2 separate regions of the Anser cygnoides genome follow, and region 1 is linked to region 2. Evidence: chromatin contacts called from public Hi-C data. All regions are on one chromosome and are shown on one strand. Each heading gives the region's core, a stretch centred on a gene start, on an enhancer-like site or on the middle of the called end of the contact. The rest is flanking DNA. Distances are from core to core; before and after follow the strand shown.

Evidence for each region. Hi-C and Micro-C count contacts between places; a contact is called where the count stands out from the background.
Region 1: a contact with region 2 is called in a Hi-C map of liver, with 2.4 times the contacts expected there. The contact joins the enhancer-like site here to the promoter of MYC in region 2. A contact is called at or near these places in 3 of 7 Hi-C or Micro-C datasets (granulosa cells and liver).

The regions. Positions count from the first base shown.
Region 1 is chr2:153,419,054-153,426,773 of Taihu_goose_T2T_genome, forward strand. No RefSeq gene overlaps it. Among named protein-coding and RNA genes, the nearest start is that of MYC, 250 kb to the left of the region's middle. Within about 2 kb of position 6,283, at least 1 of the 3 cell types and tissues checked has open chromatin away from gene starts, as enhancers often do.
Region 2 is chr2:153,167,403-153,174,805 of Taihu_goose_T2T_genome, forward strand. It overlaps MYC (MYC proto-oncogene, bHLH transcription factor), which reads left to right and starts at 4,026. Exons shown (of 3, transcript XM_066990741.1): 1 at 4,026-4,327; 2 at 5,391-6,099; 3 at 7,091-7,403. The coding sequence starts at 5,406.

The DNA of each region.
Region 1 (7,720 bases), core at 5,033-7,532, 250 kb after region 2:
TTGTCTTTGGTTTCTAATTTGTGCCATGGAAAGGGCCCTTTTCAAGGACCAGACTCTCCCCATGACTCCAAGGGCTGTACAAACTCTGAAAACACAGAGAGACACCTCCTGCAGAGCCTCGGATGTGGGCTTGAGACAGGAGCAAGAAACAGCAATGCTGGCCAGAAAAGGGAGGGAAAGAACCGTGGAGAACCACAAGACAGAGCTGGTGACCATGACAGGCCATGTTCTGGGATGACTACTTGGCTGTCAATCACATTTTTAGACTCTTATGGAGCCAAGCTTTTACCTCCAGGACAAGAAGCATAATTTAATCTCCAGAGGTTATTTAGTTCTTGATCTCTGGCTTAATGTGACCACTGGGAATATTACCCATGATTTCTGTTCTGTGAGGAACACATCTGGCTTTGGGGAGCTGGAATATTAAATTAATTTTGCCTAAATCAGCAGCTAACCTTCATCAGGGAGGAATTAGGGCAAATTGCATGTCAAGTGATCTTTGAGGTGGAGGAGCTTGAACTCTTGTATGCATCTACAGATGTGCATCAGTGCCCCTTAAGCAGTGTCCTCCTAGCATCAAACTGCCCATGGAGAAAACCCTAAATTATAAGTGATTGAGCCAGCCACTTACAAGCCAAAAAGGTTCAGAGACTATTATCACTTAACATATGTATTGGACTAGGACTCCAAGGTGCAATTTAGCCAGGTGTTGTGTGAATACAGTGGAAGAAATCATACTCTGTAGGCCTCTAACCCAGAAAATAGAGCCAATCTTTAAAATCCTGGCTCAACTATAGTCAAAAAGTGTTTTACTACCAGCCTACAATAGGCCACAATTTAATCCAAATATACAGAAATGATAAAATGCATATGCGTGTTAGTTATTGCCTCCAAGAAAGTGAGAGAAGGCAGTGCGGGAAAGCACTGACCATTGACCATGTTTTCAGACTGTTATACCAAAAAGGGTGCAAGTATGTGAATTTGTGTTGTGAAAAAACATATGTCTACAAACAAAGAAACAAACAAGGTGTTGCACTTCCACTCCTCCACCTGCATGTGGGATGTCTTCTGATCTCACAGCTCAGCATGGTCTGCACCCCAAAACACATTAGAAATACATGCACGTTTGGGTTAAAATTCTGGAGGCCTAGACTTGGTCTAACAGTTGCTAAGGCCTTGAATGCAAAACTTCTGCAGATGGGTGAGCTTTAGTCCCAGGACCTTCCCACAACATTGGCAGGTCATTCTCCATCTGTGCATCCTTCCAGGCCCAGCTGTACGGCCCCTGGGCGCCGGGGCAGCACTGTCTGTTTGTGCAGCACCTGACACGATGAGCTGCCAGTCAGATTTGCAGGCTGCCGTGTGATCTTGTGATATTAATAATATAATGACAGCATTATAACTGGACCATTCAACTCTGTAGTTTGTTCTTCTATAAATGATTTATAATTTTTATGCATTTTATATGTCTCTCATTAAAAATGCATTGAAAAATACTATCAAAATACCATTTTGTGAAGCTCAGGCTCTCTTTATTCATGTTACAGCCATCTGCCATTAAGCTTTAATAACTGACTGATTATAATTTATTAATTTATCACCTGTTCTTTATACAGTTGGATAAAATAATTGTCAACCAATGTGAAATGGCCTCCTATTGCGTTATTAATCCCCAAAGCAGTTAGAAAACCCACTGATTGCACAAGCCACAGAAAATGGGCAGTAACTCATGTTAGAAATGATGTACAGTGCTCACATCAGCACACTTAATACGTGATTGGTAATAGGGTTTCTGTCGCCAGTGTGGATTTGAAAGGGGCAGTTTAACTAGGAAGTCTTTTATTTTTATTTATTTATTTATTTTACAATAAGCTTGTATTTTTAAAATTGACAATACATGTGCAGGCTCCAGCTTGTCCTATGGGTTTTATGGGCATAGTGTGAGAAAAGCAACAAACTTTTTATAGTACCACATTAACGTTTCTTAAGCCTGTTTTGGGGAGATTTCGACCTCTGCTACCCTCCCCAAGAATGAAAGGTAATTTAGGGATAGCTATAAATGCCAAACCATTTGAGAGATTGACTTCAGTCAGCTTTGGATGAAGACATCAGACTTCAGTATCTCTCCTTTGATTTTTATCTTCCCAGGTTTCAATACAGATAGGTGTTTGTGGGTTTTCTGATATGGATATTTACAGTATGCGAAAAGGGATGGAGCCAATAGTTTGTCGAATTCAACATCTGTCATTTAGCAAAGACGTTTGCTTACTTTGCCAGTGTAAAAGAGATATGCAGGCCACCCCAGATGTGAAGAAGTTCCTTATCTCCTGCCTTATTTGCAGTGCAGATTTCCAGCTACCCATGGCACAATACCGTCAACACTAAAAGTCACATTCCAGTAATGCTGCATCAAGCAGATTGAACTGCTTTTCTGGTGAAAAGGAAAAAGAGTCACTGACATCGCATGAGAGAGCAGAGACAAACCACTGAGGAAAACAGCTGTAAATGTTTCTTTGTCCTAAATGAAGCTGCCTGGCCCTTCTCGTGTGTGCTCAGGCACAGGGGAGGCACAGTGCTGCCAATTACTGCGATGTTTTCTTCCAGATTGCTTGAAGTGGTCTGGGAGAACTTGTATTTAAACAAGATGATTGCATAGATCTAAAATCTGTCAACATTTTGCTATTGAAACAAGGCTTTTGGCAGACTTGGGAAGAGATTTTTTCATCTCTCTCTTTTGCCTGCAAAAATATATACCATGTAATAAATAGGTCTGTGAGTCAGTGCAATGCAGTGAGTCCAGAATAAAAGAAGGTCTCGAGTCTTCCATCAATATCATGCTCCCTCTGCGTAATCACAGGACAGGTGATTACTCTTCCACCCAACTTTGCTGTGTATCTTTGCTCTTTCATTCCAGGGTTTTGTAGTTTCTCCACAGCTAGAGCTCGAGGAAATACTTTGACAAATAAACCCAGAAAAACTGATGTTGAACAGAGCACATTGGGAGATTTGTACTTCCTCCTTCTACAGGGAACCCAAAACAGAAGTAAGGAGGTCATTCTTGATATTCTTATACTATTTCTGGCTTTTCTGGAAGTAAAAATCAGAAGAAATCTTATGCAAATATTTGTGCTTCTGAGACTTCCAAGACAAATGTGCAGACACAAGGTTTTTGAATAAAGCAGATAAAAGCACAGTGAATTCTGTGTCTCTAAACTGGAGCAAATTTCCCAATTTATCCCTCCAGTGCATCCACAGATAATATCATGTCTGTAGAAAGTCCTTAGAAATAGTGCAGTTAGTGTAATTGTCTTGCACTAAAGGCACACATCTTTGCCTACAGGATCCTCAGTTAGAGTGAGGATAGAGATCTTCCACCCCTTCCCACCTGTGTAGACATACACAAGACTACTTTATACTTTTAGACTAGGGCAGTGATGACAGCCTTTGTCCACACTTGCAAAGTGTCTCCTTCTGTCACGATACAGAACACCACAGCTAATTACTCAGATTTTCCCTAGATTTGGACCTCTTGGCTCTTCTTGAATAAGGATCTCAACATTGGTTGGGGAGCTCCTGGCTGTGGGAACCAGTTATGGCATGGTCTTTGACACAGCCTAGCAGGTAGCTTATTTTTCAAGTAGTATAGATTGACAGCTGTTGATGTTTTTGTTTTCATTGCAGGTAGGAGGTCTTCAATTAAGGTTAGTCTCCAAGTGTTAATCAAGCCACAATGCATACACTCCTTGAGTGTAAGAGCATCCAGGAAGGAAATCCACATTCAAACCAAGACTAGGTTCAATTATCCATGTAATAGACCTCCCTGGCTGCTGCTGTCTGCAAAGTTCACGGTCTATATAACTCACCAGACAAAACTTCACAGGTGAAGAACAGTGTCATAAAAACTCTGATTCATGAGGGTGTGCCACTGGCCTTTCTCTTCAGCAAAATCATAATCTGAGGAATCTGTCATACTTTTACTCATGACAGAGTTTCAATTTGGGGGCCAATGAATACTTTAGTAGGACCATTACCAATCACAGGCCTTTGTTGCAAAAATGTGGGTGAATTCATCATGGATCTAACCTCAAATTAGCAAACCTTGGCCATATTCCACACTCATCATTTTTACCATGGGATTGCATGAGTTTGTGTGTGTCATTGAACCCATCAATGCAATGTCCTATAATTCTTTTTACTGCACTAAACAGGGCTACTCTGGTTACATCTACCCTGATGAATGTATCCAGCAGTGGTTGCATCCCCACTAGGCAGGCTAGTCTCCGTGACAGCAGTGTAGCTGTGCTGACTGGTTTTTTATCATGAAGCTGAGATTCTATATTTTGGTCCTTTATAAAAGTCATGAAAAAACTGAGGTACCTGGGTATTCAAAGCCTGAAGGGAAGATGCTGGAGGACTCTGCAGAACAGAACAAAACAATCCTGGTACATTCTTGTCCATACTCTCTGCTGGGAGATATTTCCAGAGTAGAATATCTAAGACAAAACACTTTGGGTTTGTTTCAGAGTAGCTACCTAGTACACTCCAAAAATATCATGGGTATGAATTCATGTTTATGCAAAAAAGAGGATCAGGGAATCAAGACCAAGGGTGAGACCGAGAGTGAGATGATAGTGCAGATATATCCCAGCCAGGTCAATGTATGCAAACTGCAGTGATTTTTTTGGGTTCACAGAGCTGTGGGAAAGTGTTGGGGAACTCAGCATTCAAATGCAGTGACGACTTCCTCAGAAATGAGATTAACAGTACTTCTGAAAACAAATCCTGAGCTTCAGTCAGTAATCCTGCTGTGAATGGAAAACACACACCCAGATTTGAGTCTCTCTATGAACCAGAAGAAGGAAGAGACAACAGCTTCTTCTGAGTTAATTCTGAAGTGGAGGTATAACCTCTGATACACAGGATCATTTACCCTTTTATGCGGGAAAACCTATTATTAGGTGTCTAAGAGACTAAAGATAAAGTTACCTACCTTCAATTTTCAAATACTGAGTACTAGTGTTTGGTGCTAAATTCTCATTGTGGTTTAGATTCTCCTTTCTGGGAAAGTTTTATGAAGGTAGCATATTTCTTTAACAGAGGCATATCCAGGAGGATGAGGACAGCGAAGATCCTCTTGAGATTTTCAGGTGCAAAGTACCCTGGAGCCATTTGCATCAATTAGCTCCACAATGAGAATGTGGCTGTCTGTATGCCAGGTTGTTGCCTACTATCTCTTGAAGTGAAGATAATTTTTGATAGGGAAAGTGGTAGGTTCTTTTTATGAGTCCACCCAAGGGTGCTGCTTGAGTTAAGGGTTTCCTGGTAGTGTCTTCATTAGATAGGACAATTTATAAGAAAATGCTTTTTTCTTTCCTTTTTTTTTTCTTTAAATTTTCCTTTTCACTTAGACACTTGAATTTTGCCTTTGTCGTACTGCACTGCAGTACACTGTTAGGACTTCCAGGCTCTGATGAGCACATTCCCAGGATGTGGTCCAAGACAGTATGATGCTGGAGTAGCTACCGTCAAATGGGGGCAGAAGTCCAGTTCTGACATGAAAAGAACATTGCTGACACCTCCTGCTGCATTTTTTTTTTGGCCTTTTTCCAAGATTTCCTCTCTAACAGATGCTGAAATCCCAGCAGAAAACAGGAATGAATATAACATAACAAATGAGCAGCGTAGATAATTAGTAATTAAAAATCTCTTAGAGCAGGTAATATCACATGAAATAAAAAAAAAAAAAAAAAAAAAAAAGGTTTATTGGATCTCTAACCTCAAAGGACTTTTCTATTGCACCTATCACAGCATTTCATTATGACTGACTTTTGAAGAGTGAAAGAAGGGGGTTGGGTGGGGTGGTGATGTCCTGCTGTCCGTTGCCCAGAATGTAAATCTAGAGTAGTTCTAACATCTCCAATAAAACAATCCAGTTTTCTTTAGTGATAGCAAAAGGCAAATGTGCAGCCAGGTTACTGTTTTCATGAGATCCCCAGAAATAGCTTGAGAAACAGAAAGAAATAAAGAGAGAAGGAGTAACGGTCCTGGATGAATTTTTTAAAATGTAGCACTTGGGGGAAGGTCTTTTTATATTTGTACACCACATGGCACACAGAGCCCTTCTGAATTCAGCTTGTGGAAGCTACAGGCATATCGAATAAAATCACAACACCAAACAAGACTTAAAACACCTGTTTGTGACAGATGTATTAGGAACAGGGTTTGGGGAGGAAGAAGATCAAGGTTTAATGGACTCTGCCAAAATTCCGTCACAATGACTCACATTTTAATTGAAACAGAATAAAAGAAAGCAAGGGTGGGGAAAAGACATGGGTGAAAATCAGAGGTCACCTGCCGTTGTGATAACTTAACTGAAGTTTTGGAAATGAATCATCGCACTAGGCAATGGAAGGTTTCATCTCAGGCACTGACAGGAAATGCAAGACTGTAGCTGTGTGCAGAGCTTTTCAGGCTCTTGATCAGTTGTTATTGATTGGGAAAGTACAGCTGCACTCAGAAAGTCTTAGCTTTTCTCTCATTTTCAGTTCGACAGAAAGGAAAATCTCGAGTAGCCATTTTCAGCTTCTCTTTCTCGGAAGCAGTGGGGTAGGTGGGAGGGGAGTTCACAGGAGGAAGACACAAAACTCACAATTTTACTCACATGTCTAATGAAATCACATGCTACCAGTGGCCTAAACACACACACACACACACACATACACATGCAAAACAACAACAAAAAAAATCCCAGACCAAATTTTACTCCAAAAATCCTAATACCTTGCTTGAAAAAAAAGAAGCCTACAGTTCCCCAAGAAAGACGGTACTGAGACGTTGTTCAGAAAGACCCTCTTTTGTACCTAAGCCTACAGCTATTAGAGGCATTCCTGTCTTGGCATCAAATTTGCTGAGATGGGACTTGACAAGAAGATAAGCCTATTTCCAGTGTCTGTAATCTAGAGGTTTCCAAATTCTGCTGCCAGGCACAGGTGGTATTGTTGTGGCATCTCCTGGTTTTGGACCATGCTGCAGTGCAGCTCAGAGCAACTCACATCCCGCCAGTTGTAAACTGATTTTGGAAACTCCTGCTCAATACTTCTGGACATTTTTGCCCTTGGAGTGAGACAGGAATGTGTAAAGATTTAGCCAGCATATCTACTTGGTGGGGTACAACTCAGTGGCAACCTCAACTGCCCCAGGAATGGAGTGAATGTATATGTCTTAATTACACTGTATCTGGTTGTAAATGTCTTCTATATCAAGCCTAATATGTTTTGGGAACTAATTTTACCCATGAACAGGTAAATGCTGCATGATGTTTCTAATGATTCAGGTGTGTCTGTATTGTTGATCTCATGGAGTGGACATCCCTAGTGTATGAGCAAAATGAAGTGAAGAATAGAAGGCTTTTCTATAAAATCATTCTGACCAAGTTTTCATTAGATATTAAATCTTGTGAGCTGAATACTAGCCCTGAAGAACCTCGATATCTCCTAAGTCTCTGTAAGGACATTTACTTTGGCCTGGCTCAGCTTTGGTTTTGCTCTTGTACAAAACTGACCCGTTCAAATGCTGCTTGCAGATGAAACGACGGGGCGACTAAGGGACAGGGCACAAAGACAGTAAACACTTCCACTTTTCTGTGAAAGGACTGGATTTTACATGCTGTTTTAACACAGCTTTAGATGGATAAATATGGGCCTGTGCATGTGATGCCCCA
Region 2 (7,403 bases), core at 2,776-5,275:
AAAAGGAAAAGGGAAAGGAAAAGGAACCTCCTAATGCTAGATCCTGGGCAGGGCAGTTTCAAATCTCCTTTGGTCTGAGTTGAAGCCTGCTGTACTCAGCCCAAGTCAGAAGAGCAGTTCAGGTTCTGTGCTAATTCTCTTGGTGACAAAACTTATTTTCTGGGGTTTCAGTGGGTTTCTGTGAGGGCTACGGTCCTCATTTCAGTTCTGAGGGAGTAACTTAACATCAGCGTAGCACCGTCTGTCTGCAGCCCTTTTCATCATTCAGTTTTCTGCTCTTCCCATCTATGCACGGCAATAAGCGGGCAGCACTATCCCGTGTCGAGGCTCTCCGGCCAGCACATCACAAGGAGCCTGGCGCAGGGGAAGGAGCTGCGTCGTTTGCTGCCAGCCCTCTCGGACACAGAGCTGTGATGGTATTGTCGTTCTCAAGACCTGCAGCCCATGGCTGGGGTACAGTGATGGGGTGGCAATGCTGGGACCCACAGTGCTGTTGTTCACTCTGTGGCTAAGATAGGAGGTGTATGCAGCACTCCATATTTCACCACGGTACACAGATAAGTGACAGTGGCCCCCCAGATGCCCTCATTTCTCCTTCGTGATGGGGAAATCCACTGAGAAGGTGCTCATCAGCACCCAGCACGAGTTTTTCTGGGCCTGGAAGAGGGGGGGCTAGGAAGATGTTATTAATTTAGTCAATGCTGCACAGCTTGCAGAAACACTGTCAGCTTCTGCCTACACACATCTCACCTCCCATTGTTAAAGAAATTACAGCTGCTGAAAGAGATGAAAAAGTAACATTTTCTATTAATAAGTCAAGTCCATTTATTTTGGCCTCTGAAATGTGGGTCTGGTTTTTGCACTGGTCCTTCAGGGCAGCTGTGGAGCCAGGATCCCTGCGGGGATGCTCAGCCTTAATGGCTCGGAGTGCAAGCACCACTTGTTTGGGTAAACCTCTCCGCAAGGAGTTAGGATTTTCTGACCAACTAATACCTAGTTAGGTATTAGTTAGACTCTCCGGTGGAAGACCAGCAACCTGCGAAGCCATGGAGATGTCGAGTGAAGATTTCAGCAGAGACTTCTGGAGGTAGCTCCAGTTTTCAGACGGCTTTTTGGCCAGTGTAAAGTAGATTGCAGGTGTCCCCTGGAAATACAGCACGCAGCAGGTGACGCGGGCACGTGTGACATTACGAATTGTCTCAGGGGTTTCCAGCCACAGAGAGGTGCGAGAGTTTTTTCCACCATCTCCACTTCACTCTCAGTTTCTGCTTTCGTTTCTGGTTCTCACAGGTTCCCCCTCTGCCATCACACGTAAATTCCACCCAGGCTTCCCCTGCCCCCTTCTATTTATCACCAGACCCCCCACCCGTGTCAAAACGCTCCCTTTGATTCTGTTGTCTCCTTAATGTAATTCTCGCTTATTTCTTCTTCCCATATAACAGCTATTTTGTCAAAAATGGCCTTTTCACTGGAGATTTATACTTATTGTTTTCATATGTTGCCCTGTGTTCTTTCACAGATGGGGGTGGACGTAAGAAACCAGGGCAAACCACCACGTAAGAACAGCTGTGGGATGTCCTGGCATTGGCTCCCCAAGAAAAAACGAACTTGGGGTCTGTGTGAGACCTGAAGAAACCCTATAGAATATTTTAAAGACCGTTTCCTCTGGAGGCCGTATTGTTTCAATAGCACTTTTCTTCCAGTCCTCCTTTCCTGTTTTCCCATTCATATGAGCACGGGATATTTTAAGAGTCCATCTGCTCACGTTACTTATTCCTCACTTCAAGTCATAATCCTCTGTGATACTGCAGTTAATTGCTCTGCGTGTGATTATATTGCTTCACGAACAGGATTATGATTTTCAACCCTATCAGTACTGGAGTCATTTCAAAATATTTCTGCTGTTACCAGCTCTGACTGAATTTCGACAGCTTTTACAATTCTGAGGGTATTCACTGCGTTTTAGACTCTTCTGCTGCTGTTCTTAGATAAAAGCACCCATACCAACTTTTACACCAATAGCTAGATTAATTTGGATCTTGCACCCTCCTGGCTGACTTCAGGCCTGCCTTGAGTCACGTTATTTCCATTCACATCAGCGAGCTCTACTACAGTGATGCTTTTAAAAATAGCACGATGTATTTTAAGCCATCTCGGAGCAAGGGTAAACCCGATTCTTAAAATGTCACTAGGTGAAGCATCCCCGTTATGACTACGCAGTGGCTCTTGGCTCTTGCTTCACCCTTTCTGCATGGATCCGCTCCTCCTTTGCTACCCGACAGCAGCGGCGGGACGGCAGAAAGCGCCCCCAAAGTGCGCTCGGGGCTTTTTGCTTGGTGGGGACTTGGATGGTTGTAGATGTCGTGCTTTGCTGAAAGGCTGCTCGGCAAAAATGGTCGCTTCCCATTGAAATAATAAGAATAAAAATTAAAAAAATAATAAAATAAAGTAATAAAATAATTAAAAATTGAAAAATAATTAAAAATTAAAAATAATATTTTCTCATTCTTTTCTTTTCTTTTTTTTTTTTTTTTTAATTTTTCATTCCGGGAGGGGGGTGCTGCGGGGGGGTGGGAGGGAGCCGCAGGTGCCGGGGGGGGGGGAGGGAGGGGGGGGGTTCGCGCTGCTTCCCGCGGGCGCGGAGCGGCCGGGAGGGGGCGCGATGTCCCCACGGTAGCAGCGGCGGCCGTGGGAAAGCGGGGCCGCCCCCCAGCGCCGGCGGGAGCCTCACCGGGGGTGGGGTGGAGCCCCCCCTCCCCATCCGTCCTTTCTCCCCCCCCCCCCCCCCCCAGCTTCGGTCCTCCCGCTCCGTGGAGCGGCCCTGAGCTTTGCATCCTGCCCCGGGGGTTGTGCTTTAATAAAATAAACAAATAAATAAAGAAATAAAATTTTAAAAGTGGGGAGGGGGATATATAAATAAATGGGAATAAACAAATCCCAGCGGGGATGGGATAAGTGCGGGGGTGCGGGGGGGGGGGGACGTCCCGTGGTGCAGAGAGCGGAGGGGCTTCGCTGGGGAGGTTTAGGGGGGTTGGGGGGATTTGGGGAGGGAGCAGGGGGTGAGGGCTCAGCACGGGGGGGGCTCGGGGAAACCGCAGGTGCGGCGGTGGGAGGGATGGGGGTAGCAGCTAACGGTCCCGGGGGGCCGGGCAGCGAGATGGGGGCGTCCCGTCGGGGGTGGGCACCGGGAGCTGGGGGGTGGACCCCGGGAAGGGGAAGGGACTGAGAGTGGGCAGGGGACAGCCGGGGTGTGACAAAACGGGCTGCAAGGTGACCCCCGCGGGGCTGTGCCCCCCCCCAACACCCCCACATCCCCCTCCCCCCCCCCCGCAGCCTCCTTCTTCCATTTAATCCTCCCGCAAAGGCGGGATAAGAAAGCGGCGACCCGGGGCGGGGGCTGCCCGAGTCGGAGCCCCCCCGACGAGGCTGGATGCGCACCGGAGCCCCCCTACATGAAGGTGGGGGGGTGTTGGAAAAAGGGGCTGAACCCCCCCCCCCCCCCCCGGGGTGCCCTGCCGGGGTGCGCTGAGCAAGGAGGGAAACGGAGAGGAGCAACCTTTTAATCCCTCCTAGTAATTTTTTTTTTTTTTTACTATGTTTACTTCCGACCTCTCCTTGCGCAGCTCGTAGTAAGACGGGTGGAAAAAAAAATAATTAAAAATAAAATTTAAAAAAAAAATAAAAAATAAAAAAACCACCGCGGTGCGCTGCATCGCCTCCACCCCCCCCCCCCCCCCCAGCCCTTCCAAACCTCCCGGCGGAATTAAAGGCCGGGGGTTGGGGCTTGGGGGTAAGGGGGGGGATACGCGGAGCTCCTCGGCCGCCCCCTCGCGGCGCCGCCCTCCCCGCGGCCAGGCGCGGAGCCCTGCGCGGCCGCTGCCGAAGGGGGGCGCGGGCGGCGGCGGCGCGCACGGCGGGAGTGAGCGGGGCCCCGCGGTGCTGCCCCCGCCCCGCGGCACCTCTGTCGCCCGCCCCTCGCCGGCGCTTTAAAGGAGGAAAGCAACTAAACTTCTATTGTACCAGACAGAGCGCGCCGCGCCGCCTTGGACCGTACAATCTGATTCCCCTTCTCTCCGCTGCTCCTTGATTTTTTTTTTTAATTATTATTTTTTTTTTTTTTCTAAACCTTGGTGGGAGGAAGAGATCTACGTTCTCCCGGCGTTTCGTCTTTTTTTTTTTTTTTTTTTTCCCCGTCCTATCCGGCGGTTCTTTTTATAATTTTTTTTATATATATATATATTATTATTTTTTCCTTATTTTGTTGGTCCCCGCACCGCCCGCAATAATTGCCTCGCTCCGTTTCGCAGCTGGCGCCTTGGAGAAGCCGGTGAGTCGCGGGGCTCCGCTTTTCCCATCACTCGATCCGCCGCGGTCGTGGCTTGGACTGACAGGGCTGCTGACACCCGGCACCGCCGGGGCTGCGCTCCGAGGACGGGGACACCGACGGTGCCCCCCCGGGGGACGCTCCCCTGCGCTGGGGCACCGGCCGTCCCCATCCTTTCGCTTGCTCTCGGCTCTTCAAATATCTATATATATTTATTTTTTTTTCGGGGGAGGGGAAGTATTTGCTTCTCCCGCGTATGCACGGGCAGGTTATGCTTATTGCACATTCTGCCTATATCCATATATATGGGTATATATACGTGGATATATGGGCATATATATATATATATGTATATATATATGCGTGTATATGTGTGCGTATATATATATTTATATTTTTATATATATATGCGTGTATATGACAAGACCTGGCAAACTTTGCCGAGGTTCCTGCCCGTCCCCGCGCGTTGCCCGCACGCCCAGGTGCGTGGCAGGGGAGCAGCCCCTCTGGGTGCTGGGAGCTCCCCGCAGCTCGCCCTTCCCTTCCTTCCCTTCCCGGCTCGATCCCCGATCCCGGATCCCCGATCCCGGGCTGGCGGAGCGGCTCCGGGAGGGAAGGAAGGGGGCTTCGTGCCGGAGCCGTGCCCCGTGTGAACGCGGCGGCTGCGGAGGGACGGCGGGAGGGAGCCGTGCCGAGCCGTGCCGAGCCGAGCAGGGCTGCACGGAGCTGCCGAGCTGCCGGAGCCCCCTCCGGGAGAGCCGCGGGGAGGGTGGTCGGGGCGGCACCGGGAGCTGCCCCCCTCGGTAGATCAAGTCGCGCCTCCGACTTGGGAGAGGGTGAGGGGAGGTCGTACCTTTTTTTATTATTATTAGCGTGGATTTTATTATGATTTTTTAACATTGTTTTGAAACCGACTGCGTGGGGTTTTTTTGCCCGTCGGCACGGCGCGGGGAGCCGGGAGGGAGCGCTGCGTGCTGGGGGGCGGTCGCCCCTTTAGGGTCGCGGGGAGGGGGGAGCCGACCCCCGAGGCTCACCCCGGCTCCCCCTTGTTTCCCCCCTCCCGCAGGCACCAGCCGCCGCGATGCCTCTCAGCGCCAGCTTCCCCAGCAAGAACTACGATTACGACTACGACTCGGTGCAGCCCTACTTCTACTTCGAGGAGGAGGAGGAGAACTTCTACCTGGCGGCGCAGCAGAGGGGCAGCGAGCTGCAACCCCCAGCCCCGTCCGAGGACATCTGGAAGAAGTTTGAGCTCCTGCCCACGCCGCCCCTGTCGCCCAGCCGCCGCTCCAGCCTGGCCGCCGCCTCCTGCTTCCCCTCCACCGCCGACCAGCTGGAGATGGTGACGGAGCTCCTCGGGGGGGACATGGTGAACCAAAGCTTCATCTGCGACCCCGACGACGAGACCTTCGTCAAATCCATCATCATCCAGGACTGCATGTGGAGCGGTTTTTCCGCCGCCGCCAAGCTGGAGAAGGTGGTCTCCGAAAAGCTGGCGTCCTACCAGGCGGCCCGACGGGAGGGGGGTCCCACAGCCCGGCCCAGCCCCACGGGACCCCCCACGGGGGTACCGCCGCCTCCGCCTCCCCCCGGCTCCGCGGCATCGGCCGGCCTCTACCTGCACGACCTGGGCGCCGCCGCCGCCGACTGCATCGACCCCTCGGTGGTCTTCCCCTACCCGCTCAGCGAGAGAGCCCCCAGGGCCGGGCAGCCCGGTGCCAGCCCCCCGGCACTGCTGGGCGACGACACGCCGCCCACCACCAGCAGCGACTCGGGTGAGTGGGGTCCACGCGTGTTTTTTTGGGGGGCAAGCGGGCGGACGCGCACCCCGACCCGCTTCTTCTCTTCTCTCTCCCTCCCACCGCGCACGGGTGTTTTAAATGCCACGTTAGCGAGGCTCCCTGCGAGTTTAGTTCCTGGAAAAAACAGCCCGGTTTTCCCTTCAGGGGTGGAGGGAGGAGGAAAAAAAATGGAAAGGAAAAAAAAAAAAAAAAAGGAGGGAGAAACTTTCATAACAGGGTCAGAGTCGGACTTCGGAGCCGGAGCAGCGTCCAAGTGGAGCTGCTTCCCAGTAACATCTGGGGGCCGGCAAGGAGTTAACCCCAGCCCGAGAGCCGCAGGGAGAATGTGCAAGCAGGGAGGTGCTAGTGAAAGTGACTGCGAGGAGTGAATGGGGCTGGGAAAGTTTTAGAAATGCTTCCTTAGGTATTTGACAGCGTGTTCCGTCCGCTCGTAAATCTGGTTTGAAAGCGAGTTTCTACTCAAAGCACTACAGCCTTCATTTTTTTTTTCCTTGGATTTTCCACAAATTAACAGATCAAGAGAGATTCTGAAAATGTCTCTGAATACACGTGTGTTAAGTAAGCTCTCTTGAGGCGTGGCCAAAGCCTGCTAAATCCTTAATTAAGGACAGCTTGAGTCTAGGAGCTTCGTTGTGCTTTGCTGCTGACAACTGAGGTTAAATTTTCCTGCTATCTTTCATACGCGCCTCGGGATTACGCAAGTTCTTTGCAAATTTTGAAACCAGGGAGTCAGGGCTCTGAGTGCACTCGGTGCGTCCTATTGCTCTTGAAACATTGCTTCTTAAAGGAAAGGCTCTTGAGGAGGGCAAGTGGAGTCTCGCAGCGTCGAGTGGGTTTAATATGGGTTTGCCAATGGGTTCCTCGCACTGCGGCTCAACGTAACCCCTCTGTCATAAATACAGCAGTCCTGGGAGTTTTTGCACAGATCGGCTTACAATTCTTCTTTTTTTCTTTTCCTGTGCAGAAGAAGAACAAGAGGAAGATGAGGAAATTGATGTTGTTACATTAGCTGAAGCGAACGAGTCCGAATCCAGCACAGAGTCCAGCACAGAAGCATCAGAAGAGCACAGTAAGCCCCACCACAGCCCGCTGGTTCTCAAACGGTGTCATGTCAACATCCATCAGCACAACTACGCCGCTCCTCCCTCCACCAAGGTGGAGTACCCAGCTGCAAAAAGGCTAAAGTTGGACAGTGGCAGAGTCCTCAAACAGATAAGTAATAACCGAAAATGCTCAAGTCCCCGCACGTCAGACTCGGAGGAGAACGACAAGAGGCG